4 separate regions of the Mus musculus genome follow, and all the other regions are linked to region 4. A link is a contact called in public promoter capture Hi-C data. All regions are on one chromosome and are shown on one strand. The core of a region is the stretch at or near the end of the contact, and the rest is flanking DNA. Distances in the headings are between cores, read along the strand shown. Region 1 has its middle 32 kb from the start of Gm34542. Region 2 overlaps Bcas1 (breast carcinoma amplified sequence 1). Region 3 has its middle 37 kb from the start of AY702102. Region 4 has its middle 17 kb from the start of Zfp217.

Region 1 (2,700 bases), core at 185-2,684, 140 kb after region 4:
AGAACCTAACGTGAGTCACACATGGATCAAGTAAGACCTTTCTCTCTATGCCAGCCAAGCTTGTTTTCCCACTTGTGGTTTTGGTCTCATTATATAGCACAAGCCAGCTTCAAATCTGAGATCCCCCTGCCTCTGCCTCTTAAATGTTAGCATTCGAGGCAGGGCCCCCTATGCCTGGCTTGTCCATGTGGTTTCCAATCCGCATAGCAGAAGAGAGACCAGAGACTCAGGAAGTAGCCTGGCCTTGTTTACGGCTTTCATACATTTTATGACAGGGTAGGTCTGTGCCAAAAAACTGATCACCCACCTGTGTGTAGATGAGATCAGCAAAGGCAAGCAAGGTGAAGCACGCCATGGTCGTGCTGGCAAGAATTAACATAAGGACACAAGGAAAGCAGCCTCCTCCGGCCACGAATTGCGTATCTCTCCTCTCTCGCTTCTGTCCACTGAGGGCATTTTTTTTTTTAACTGGGTGGCAGGAACGGTTTCATTAAGTATGTTCCCCGACTTATCAGGTGCCTCTGGTTCTAAAATGTTCATTCCCAGGGCCCTCGGAGAAACCCAGAGATGAAATCTTCCAAGCTAATGATAACACTTCCAGTAGTTTCCACTCCAGGCAGGGCCTAATTATATGTGATTTTTACAGTAGTATCCGCAGATGAGACAGATAAGCCGACTCCATTCTGTCTGGAGTATGTCTTGCGCGGACAACCTTAATTGAATCACTGTTAACCCCTCCCCTTGGCTGCTAACTGGCACTCTGGAAGTGCCCATCGAGGTTCAGCTATTGTCGGAGCAAAGGCTGTTACTGCTCTCTTGTTTGTATTTTAGCCCGGAGACTGCAGGAGGGAAAGGCAGTTTGGCAAGTGTGTAATGATAAAGGAATCATTTGGTTTAAACACTCTCACCTAACAGCTTCTTATTATTGTTCCTAACTTCCAGAGCAATGCTGCTTTGGGCGTGGGTGAGCACACTATTGGGGGAAAGCTTTGATATTACAGATAAAGAAGAAAAAGGAAAAATAAAAATAAAAGCAACAGGGTTCCGCCTTTGAGTTAGGAACGGCCTTTAAAAGGCATCCAAAGAAAGTTGGCTCAGTCTGAACTGGGAGAAGAAAAGGAGCCAGGGAAAGTTTGATTTGACTTCCTCTGCGCTTTGTTTATAGCGAGCGTTGGAGCAGAAAGGCTCGAGAGGGAGAGCCCTGATCCACTTGCTGAATGCAGAGATAGATGCGCGCGAGTGGGTGTCGAATTCACCGTGTGCAGGGGACGAGAAAAGTCCCGATCCACCGGGACCCAGAGTACGTTTCTCAATTCGGTTACGATCTGAAAAGAGAGCCAAGGTCTCGTTGGCGAGTGTCGCCAAGTACTCCCCCGCCCCTTCCCTGTGGCCACAGAAAGGTCTGGTGGGGGTGGACAGGGCAGTGTGGCCAGCCTGTTGCCATGGAGGCGGCTTAATCTGAAGACAGTCGAATTCAAAGCTCACAGTAGAAAGGATGGGATAGCATTGAAATGGTGACCGTTTACTTAGAAGAATGCCCAAGCTGTAGCGCACAGAGATAAGCTGCGGCTGACATCTCTCCAGCCGGCCGAAGCAGCCAAACCGGTTGGGCAACTTTCTTTCTTTTCTTTTTCCTTTTTCTGTTGGATCAGGCCAGTACTGAATAGCAACTAGCAACCTGGGACTGTAGGGAAAAAAGAGAACCCCCCCCCCCCCCCCCCCCCCCCCCCCCGCTTCCCAAGTTCTCCTTGTGTTTGAGAGGAAAAAAGGGAGACCTAGAGATTTAAATAACTTTTCATCTTGAATTTGTTGTTTTCTTGTTTCTAACAAAACTATTTAGTTGATGTCTGCCATGTTGTCTTGTTCAGGAGAGGATTGCCGCTGGTGGGTTAAACCGCAAACTAAGGAAGGGAAACATACAGTGTATCAGAGAATGTATTAGCTTCTGCAGACTTCTTGGAGACTCTCCTCTCGCTGGCCCCTGGGACACCAGAAGGGACTGGGCAAGGTGGAGTTAGAAACGGGGGGGGGGGGGGGGGGGACCAGAGTGAGGATGGAGTGATAAAGGGGACCAGGGGGAGGAGCTTGCTTCGATTGCTTCCTTGGGTGTCTCTATTTCACTAAAGCACTCCTGTGTTAGTGTAAGAATTGCCATGACGCTTCAGAGCCCCGGAAAGAGATTACTGCAAAACTAAGCCCCGGGACATTTTAAGGGGACTGCTACAGCACACAGGCACCTCAGACTTCCTGGGTTAGCATCTGAAGCGCTTCTACCTTGGAGCGCCGGACTCCAACACTTCTCTCCTAGCTCCTGCTTCCGGCCAGGCTGTGTGCTCTCGGTGTTTTGTGGAAGAAACCTGGATCAGGATTTGAGCGACACAAAGCTCGGTGTTCAGTGAACTCTCCCGGTTGTGGCTGAAACACTGCAAAAACAGTTCCTTTGGGGTGGAACTGATCTTGGCGCCAGACAACCATCTTTCCAGTGCTAAGAGGCCTAGTGTCGATGTTTCCAGAAGACTCAGAAATTGCAGGGTTTCGGACTCTCTGAGTTCTTGTTTTACAGGGAGACGAACATTTAAAAAACACAAAGTCATACTTGGCTATTCCTCATAAAGGCTCTCTTGCCCTTCATAGGATGCGTACAGGACTCCTAAGTGTGTGCTTCCGTTTGTGTTTTAAATGGCCTATCTTCTAAGGGGT
Region 2 (2,700 bases), core at 25-2,524, 250 kb after region 4:
GTACAACCAGGGCAGTCTATAACAGCAAAGGTTAAACAACTTGTGTAACTAGAGAAAGCATAATAATCGTCTCTAGGGTCAAAGTAAATGAGGCTGGGGTTTGGCTCCAGCTCTCAGGTCACCAGCTGAGAGCTTCTTGCAGGACCGGACTGTCTTTGTCCTTAATCTCAACTGTCTGCACTACAATTAATCGCACTAGTAAGGTTCCCAGGACACGCTAGAAGTATTCTTCAGGAAATGCCCAGAAACCTTTAAGCAAACAGGTGTGGGTAATTATTCCCTATGTCAGAAGCCTATGCGTTTTCCTCCGTCTGTTGGCTTCAAAGAGCAAACAGGAAGGCGCTCCGGATAAGCCACCCTAATCTGTTGGGTTGGGGGCCGCCTCTGCCTCACTGGGACTAGGTTTTCGATGAGGAAACCCATCTGTGATCCTCAGTCCCCTCCCTCTGACAAGTGCCAATCAATCCTCAGCCTCCTCGACAGCAGGGTCTTGGCAGCCCAAAGCCGGACTAGGGCTGACTTCATTTTGAATCTTTAGACCAAGAATCAGGGCTGAGAACGCAGGGGCTTCTGAACTGAGCTGGAGGAAGGTGCAGAAACCAGCAACCGGCTCCTTCAATCTCTAGAAATTGGAGCCGGTGCTGCCTGGGATCAAAGGAAAGTGAGGAATGCGGCTTTCCTCTCCCCCGGGGATGCAGGATGCTACAACTGCACCGTGGGTTTTGTCTGCCTCTCTCACTTCCCTTTCTTCTCCCCAGATCATTGGCACCTACACGGAGACCTTAGATTCAGGAAGAAAAAGATGTTTAGCTCATTCTAGGACATACAATTCAGATACTTATTTGCCTAAAAAGAAAGTAAATTAACAAGCACGAAGAAGATACTATTATAATTTTGTGGGTCTCACTGGTAACGGTTTGTTATTGTGATCCCCACCCCGTCCCCTCCCCCCATATAACCACAAAGCTCAGAGTTACTAAGGAAATCAAAGATGTATTATCGATGTAGGGATTTTTGTTTGTTTGTTTGCTTGCTTGATGCTCTTATTTGTCCCACGATTCCTATCCCGATTCACACCAGCTAATAAAAGTGCATTTTCATGTTTTAAGCTCATAGCGGGACTGGGAAGGAATGCAATTGAAGCAATCCAGGAAATGTCAATCAGGAAAGGGCGCCAAAATCTGCCACTGTCGCACAGTGCTGGAGACAGGCTTGTTTGAAAAGCCAGCGTTGTTTCAGAGCAATTGCCACACAAGGTCTGGATCGCTGAGTTTGGGAACTAAGCAGAGAGAAAATCATCTCTTGTGGGCGCCACTGTGATCGGCAAGGGAGGCCTGCAGATGTCCAGTGCGCCTCGGGATGCTCTTGTCCCACGGCGCCACCTACTGGACGAACAGGAGAAATGTTGGCTGTGTTTCTGTTTTGTTTTGTGTTTTTATTGTGTGAAACAGACAAACCAGGCTTGGCAGCTCACGCCTGTAATCCCAGCACTTGAGAAGCGGTGCTGGAGGATTGCAATATTTCTATATTGCAATGCCCTTTCACAATCCCCTCTTAAATTAAAAAAAAAACACCTAAAAATAGAGAAAACATAGAGGAATAAACAAATGAGGAAAGCGTACATCTACTGAGCCATCATGGGAAAGAAATTACTACTACTAATTTCAATATTTCCACTGCCCTTTCATGGTGGGCAAGTGGGTACATGAGGCTGTGGTGGAGAGTTACAACCTAGTGGGTTTTTCTCAATTCTAAACTTTCCTCTTGCAAAGGAAGCTAAAATTAAAAAAAAAAAAAAATCCTTGGACTGGGGATTGATCACTCAAATGCAGTGTGCTTATGTAGCATACACAAAGCCCGGAATGCCATCAGTAGAAAGTCAATAACGTTATGGATAAAATGTTGTCCAGTGCCTCAGTAAATAATTAACTTTAAACTGGGTCATTTGAAAGACAAGTGTACTGAAAAAAAATTTTTTTTAATTGTGTTGTCATCACACAGGGTTGAAACAAATTTCCTAGAGATAGCCATGCTCCTATCTGGGAAATGATCAGATCTCAAGTGGAAATCAAATAAATCTTAAAATGTAAAAGTCTAAGGGCTGGAGAGATGGCTCAGCAGTTAAGAGTCCTTTGCACCCACACAGCAGCTCACAAACTCCAGTAACTACAGCGGCAGGGATCTGACACCCTCTTCCGGCTCTGAGGGTGACACATGCTCATGGTACACAGACAAACGCCCAGACACGTAAAATACAAAGACACACATGCATGCACACATGCACGTGCACATGTACATACGTACATATGTATGTATGCATGTATGTATATTTGTTTGTTTCCACTTTCCTCTGCCATTTAATATATATTACATATTTATATGTATATTATATATAACATATATATATATATATATACACACACATTTATATGTGTGTGCGTTTGCACTCTCCTCTGCCATGTTTTCTGAGAGAGATCTAAGAATTCCTACTAAGAACTGCTTGGTGTTATGCAAAGAAACACAGAGAGAGAGAGAGAGAGAGAGACGCACACACATATGCACACAGACACACACACAGAAACACACACATTTTGTCCTTTTAGATAATGCTTTCCAAATTCTCCTCCCAGTCATTTAAATTTATTTCCTGTCCCAGTTTTTGTTGTTGTTTGTTTGCTGTTGTTGGTTTTGGTTTGGTTT
Region 3 (2,700 bases), core at 152-2,651, 220 kb before region 4:
ATGCATACATACGTACATACATAGATGGAGATAGATAGCCCTTTCTCTTACTCTCTCTCTCTCTCTCTCTCTCTCTCTCTCTCTCTCTCTCTCTCTCTCTCTGTCTCTTGTCTCTATCTCTCTCCCTCCCTCCCTCCCTCCCTCCCTCCCTGTCTTAGTCAGGGTTACTATTGTTGTGATGAAACACCATGACAAAAAGTTTACACTTACATATCACTGTTCATCATTAAAGAAGTCAAGACAGGAACTCAAGCAAAGCAGGAACCTAGAGGCAGGAGCTGGTGTAGAGGCCATGGAGGGGTGCTGCTTATTGGCTTGCTCCCTATGGTTTGCTCAGCCTACTTTCTTAACCCAGGACCACCAGCCCAAGCATAGCATCAGCCAGAGGCTGGGCCCTCCCCCATCAATCACTAATTAAGAAAATATCTTAGAGCTGGATCTCATGGAGGCATTTTCTCAACTGAGATTACTGCCTTTGGATAACTAGTTTGTGTCAAATTGACATAAAACTATACTGCACATACCCCTTCTTTTCTTCTTCTTCCTCCTCCTCTTCATCCCACTCCTAACCTCAAAGTACATTGTAGTCTTTACAAAGTATTCAGCCAAATATCTAAGTCTTCTTTTTGTCTCAATTCTGAGAACTTCCCTCATGAAGCAGAAATTGCCCATGTTGAGGCACAAGCCTGTCCAACTCATAAGGTTTGTGGTAATCATGTATTGCCCTGTAGATAAGACTCTGTGTCCAACACTTGTAAACTGTATGCATGCACTTCTCAATGGGGGCGGTCTCCCAGGCAGGAGGGAGCAATGGGAGCCTGAAAATCTTCTTCTTCCTGGGCAAAGCCCCAGCTCAAGAGATGATAGATAGTCCCAGAATCCCATCTCGCCCATAGAAAAGAGAGGCCACGCCCGGTTTGTGAGAGAGCCAGCTTGTTTGGACAAACTAGTCACACTAACGAGGTCCAGTAAGAACTCAAGCAGCTAATTGGAAAATTAATCAGATCACTGGTGTCCCCTGCCCCAAAGATTTATGTAAATAATGTGAACTTGCCATCTCCCCTTAAGTTATAATGTCACATTGGCTTACCACTTCATTAGAGTGAGCTTGTCTTCCTTATAAAAAAAAACACACATATTTTATTCTAAAATAGGTTAATGGGTGTCTGCTTTATGTCTCTCATTTTTAAATGTTTGCCATTGTTTTTATTTTTTCTGACCCAAATGTAATAACTGTTCTTTCAGTTTATTTAGCCATGCTGTTGTTCTCAGCCTTGGGGGCGGCGGTGGGGTCGTGGTTATTCTTGATCTAACCAATTCTTCTCCACCTCATCCCAACCCAATGTTGCTTTCTTAACTCCCCCAGTTGCTAGATAATGAGTCAATATGGGCTCACCGTACGATGTGCAGAGGCCACCTGAAAAGCAGCCAAGGATCCTTTGCCCTAGCTCAGCAAGCCAGCACACAGTACTACACTCTGAATTTTGGCCACGTGTCCCCACTCGCTGGCAATCGTGTAAGCCTGTGATGAGGTGACTACAATTTGAAGTTTTTATTTGACCCCTTCATCTGGATACCAGCATCACTCCCAGATTCCGGAGGACAGTCTTTTCTAAAGATGACATAGGGCCCGTCACGGGATGGTGTGTTCCCCAACATGATTGTGTAGTTCTACTCTTTAAAACTTTATCTTAAAAGTAAACTAAAGAAGGAAAGGAAACCAGAAACCCAGGCATGGTTTCCTCTCCCAGGGTGTATGCCTCTGCTTCTCTCGGGCTGTCCATCCTTCCCTGCCAGCATAGGGCAGCTGTAAAGGAGCCGCTGTGCAAAGCCATGCCAAAGACACTCTGAAAATGTGTTTATAGCTCTCTTACTACAGCCAGCAATTGCAGAGTTTCTTAAGAGCCGTCCCCATGAACCCTCAGTACCTGTTTTCATAACTTCCCACAAGGCATGTACACTTCCGTAGGCTTGGTGACATAGGCAGTGTGTGTGTGTGTGTGTGTGTGTGTGTGTACATGTGTGTGTACATGTGTGTGTACATGTGTGTGTATGCACAAGTGTGTGTATACAATATACACATGTATGCATGCACAAGTGTGTGTGTGTGTGTGTGTGTGTGTGTGTGTGTGTGTGTGTGTGTGTGTGTGTAGGGAGGGTGCTCAAGTGTTGGCCCCCAGGAAACATTCCGGAGGGCCTCCTGCCAGGGCCACCTCAGAGCTGTAGCTTGGCTAAAGCACTTCCATCTCAGCATACCTCTTAAGGTTACAAGAATCATAAAATCGTTCAGGACATCTTGTTCCCTGAGTGCCTTCCCCTTCCCACCCTGATGGCAGCTCTTCAGACCCCTTGGAGGAGGTAGCTTCTGATGCTGATGTGACTGAGACTGGAAGAGCCGGTGTCTGCTCATTGGCTTCATCATTTTCATTCCAGTGGGAGAGCGCACACGTGTGCACAAGTGTGTGTGGAGGCCAGAGGTCAGTATTGGGTGTCTTCCTCAATCACCCTCCATGTGTCTGTGTCTGTGTCTGTGTGTGCACATATGCATATGCATACGTGTGTATGCATGTGTGTGCTCATATGCATGTATGTATGTATGTGCATGTATATATGTATATGCATGTGTGTGCTCATGTGTGTGTATGTGTGCTCATGTGTATGTGTGTGTATAGATATCCATGTAAGAGAGGGGGGAGAGAG
Region 4 (2,700 bases), core at 27-2,526:
AGGACCAGCCTAGGCTTCCTAACAAGACTATCTCAAAGAGAAAACAAAAACAAACAAGAATTTAAACCACTAGGCAGCGGTGGCAGACTTCCTTTAATCCCAGCAGAGGCAGATGGATCTCTGTGAGCTCCAGGCCAGCCTGAACTACAAAGCTAGTTATAGGGCAGGCAGGGAAACCCTGTCTCAACAAAACAAAACAACAAACAACCCCCCCAAAAAAACACAAACAAACAATTTAAATCAGGCCAGGGAGACAACTCAGCTGGTAAAGACATTGGGTTCCAGGCTAGATGACCTGTGTTCAATTCCCAGGACTTAAAAAGGTTAAAAAAAAACTCACTCCCAAAAGTTGTTCTTTGATCAACTTTGTATGTGTTCTGTGGTGTGTGCATATACACATATAAATAAACAAAAAAGAACTGAAGGGATTTTCTAATCATGGAAAGTTTTAGTATGAATTAAATAGACCAACAAAGTATCTGTAAAATGTACATCGTTCGTTACTAATTCATGTGAAGCTATATGGTGTTTAGAGATGTATGCAGAAACCTATAGAAAACTGACATGATAAATTAGAATTTATAATACTTTACCAGATGACGGGAGAATTGAATTGAAACAGTTGTGGTTAACACGTTGAAATTATAGAACTGGGTCCTGGGTTACAGGAGAATCAGTTTGCTATTTTTTGCTATTCTATTTACATGCACTTCAAATTTGTTCAGGCTAGTTCTGAATAGTCATTTTTTTTTTCAATAATGGGATACGAATGACCTTTTCTCCACTTCCTGTTTTTCTCTATTTTCCATAAACCTGCCGGTAAAAACCTTTGAAATCAAAGATGTCTTTGACAAAAAAGAAACTTAAAACTAGGATCTAACAACCTAATAAGATGTTTCTCTTGCTATGAAACTTTAGCAGCTGAAAAAGCCATGCTTGGTACCGGTGCATGCAATGTTCTTTTGGGACAGCACTGTGTCATTAGAACCTATGTTGTAAATATGGCCAGATGATAAAAGGACCAGCTGCCATAAAGGCTTTCAAAGATCAAGAAACATCTAAGAAAGCGTGCGCGCGCATACACACACACACACACACACACACACACACACACACACACACACACACACAGCACCTCCTTCCTGCTTCTTAAATGCTAAATGACAAGACACTCTGGTTTTATTTCTAAACTTCCATGCAGTAAGCAGAGAGCAGGGCAGAGTTCTACATACCTCGGTGCTGACTCAGAAAGGAAGGGTTCCACATTCCTTAATTAGCAGTATCAGAAGAGCTCCACTTCCGGCACTGCAGTTCCCATTTCTCCCGACACACTGTGCACAACACCCAAGTCCACGAACAGGATGGTGGTGGGAAAGCCTGGAATGTAGACGGTGCCGCTTAATTTAACGTGTTCTCCTCTATTCGGTTACACATATCCTCTTGTCTTAATGTTTACCAGACAAAGATGTCGAATGAGCTTTGAGACTTCAGACATACGCTATGTATCTGGAGATCACAGTAAGGAATAGATAAACACTAAATTTAAAAATATAGCTGTCTTGGCAGGGCATGCCTTTAATCCCAACCCTCCAGAGGCAGAGGGATTTCTGTGAATATTAGGCCAGTCTAGTCTGTATAGTGAGTCCCAGGCCAGCCAGTGCTAGCTACATAGTGAGACTCTGTCAAAAATAATAATAATGTTAAAAAAAAACAAAAAAACAACAAAAAAAAAACAGCTTTCTCAGCTCCTCGCAGGCAAATGATTCCAAGCTCGGTGGCCAGCTCTTGCCTTTTTAGTGCCATTTACTGGAACTGTTTATGGTCTGTCCTCCAAAGACAAAGCTTTGAGGGAGATTTCCAAGCTCGATTACATAGCCATCCAAAGTGGCATAATTGATCAAGTTTGAAGAGTAGGTGGCAAAGCTATCGCAGCTTAAGGGAAATGTCAAATTCTTAGAGAACATTTTTTTTTCCTTGTAGATACTGGATTTGATAAGTTCAGAGAGCTTTGTTATTGTTGTGGTTCGTCTTTTGTTGGTTTTGTTTGTAAACAAACAAACAAAAAACAGGGTCTCACCGTGTAGCCTGGTAAGACTCATGGCAATTCTCCTGTTTCTGTCGCCTAAGAGAATCACATTCAACCTCGGAAGTGCTAGTATTACACAGAAAGAGCACCACTCCTGGTCAGAGGGTTTTAATAGAGAATAACCCTAAGGAGACAGTCAGCTGATTCAACAATTGGTTTTATAAGCAAGCTCTTTTGAAAAGTATCATTTTATACATTGGGGAAGCCCGAATCTGCTCCTCAACATGCCGCGTGCCATGATTCATGTTACATGACAAATGGACAGGACATCATGTTCGTTTGCCTCTTTATTTAAAGACAGGGTTTCTCTCCGGCTGATCTGAATCTCGTGATCCCTGCCTCACAGGTGTGTGCTTCCTCAAACTGTCTGCAGTCCTTCTGGTAGGTTTCTATTTGTTTTAACTGTAAATAAGACAGAATGACTCGTGCCTGTAGTCTCCACTCTTAAAAGACAGAGGCAGGAGGAGGCCAGCTAGGAGTGCATAGCAAGATCATGTCTGAAAAAGTAAACACACACACACACACACACACACACACACACACACACACCCACATTCAAGCCAGGCAGTGAAGCACATGCCTATTTGTGAGAAGGAACACAAGACTGAAAAAGT

Evidence for each region. Capture Hi-C pulls out chosen DNA fragments and counts their contacts.
Region 1: a promoter capture Hi-C map of adipose tissue shows a contact between it and region 4. The contact joins two enhancer-like sites. A contact is called at or near these places in 14 of 39 promoter capture datasets (3T3-L1-derived adipocytes, the C10 cell line, the HPC-7 cell line and 9 more), 2 of 484 Hi-C or Micro-C datasets (Sertoli cells and stem cell-derived neural progenitor cells), 21 of 115 datasets of contacts at active chromatin or transcription factors (the HPC-7 cell line, the SCID.adh cell line, bone marrow-derived macrophages and 15 more) and 3 of 9 other capture datasets (adipose tissue, liver and macrophages).
Region 2: a contact with region 4 is called in a promoter capture Hi-C map of adipose tissue. The contact joins two enhancer-like sites. A contact is called at or near these places in 2 of 39 promoter capture datasets (the C10 cell line and neutrophils), 1 of 484 Hi-C or Micro-C datasets (the N1E-115 cell line), 8 of 115 datasets of contacts at active chromatin or transcription factors (acute myeloid leukemia, bone marrow-derived macrophages, embryonic basal ganglia and 4 more) and 2 of 9 other capture datasets (adipose tissue and pancreatic islet).
Region 3: a promoter capture Hi-C map of adipose tissue shows a contact between it and region 4. The contact joins two enhancer-like sites. A contact is called at or near these places in 1 of 39 promoter capture datasets (stem cell-derived epiblast-like cells) and 2 of 9 other capture datasets (adipose tissue and pancreatic islet).

The regions. Positions count from the first base shown.
Region 1 is chr2:170,286,212-170,288,911 of GRCm38.p6, forward strand. No RefSeq gene overlaps it. Among named protein-coding and RNA genes, the nearest start is that of Gm34542, 32 kb to the right of the region's middle. Within about 2 kb of position 1,435, at least 141 of the 459 cell types and tissues checked have an H3K27ac peak or open chromatin away from gene starts, as enhancers often do. A contact at or near this core is called in adipose tissue, fibro-adipogenic progenitors and heart atrium, where this site is marked.
Region 2 is chr2:170,400,262-170,402,961 of GRCm38.p6, forward strand. The region is part of intron 4 of Bcas1 (breast carcinoma amplified sequence 1); the gene reads right to left. Among named protein-coding and RNA genes, the nearest start is that of Bcas1, 26 kb to the right of the region's middle. Within about 2 kb of position 1,275, at least 68 of the 459 cell types and tissues checked have an H3K27ac peak or open chromatin away from gene starts, as enhancers often do. A contact at or near this core is called in the N1E-115 cell line and adipose tissue, where this site is marked.
Region 3 is chr2:169,924,765-169,927,464 of GRCm38.p6, forward strand. It overlaps a transcript of Tshz2 not described here. Among named protein-coding and RNA genes, the nearest start is that of AY702102, 37 kb to the right of the region's middle. Within about 2 kb of position 1,402, at least 13 of the 459 cell types and tissues checked have an H3K27ac peak or open chromatin away from gene starts, as enhancers often do. A contact at or near this core is called in adipose tissue, where this site is marked.
Region 4 is chr2:170,146,630-170,149,329 of GRCm38.p6, forward strand. It overlaps a transcript of Zfp217 not described here. Among named protein-coding and RNA genes, the nearest start is that of Zfp217, 17 kb to the left of the region's middle. Within about 2 kb of position 1,277, at least 155 of the 459 cell types and tissues checked have an H3K27ac peak or open chromatin away from gene starts, as enhancers often do. A contact at or near this core is called in the N1E-115 cell line, adipose tissue, fibro-adipogenic progenitors and 1 more, where this site is marked.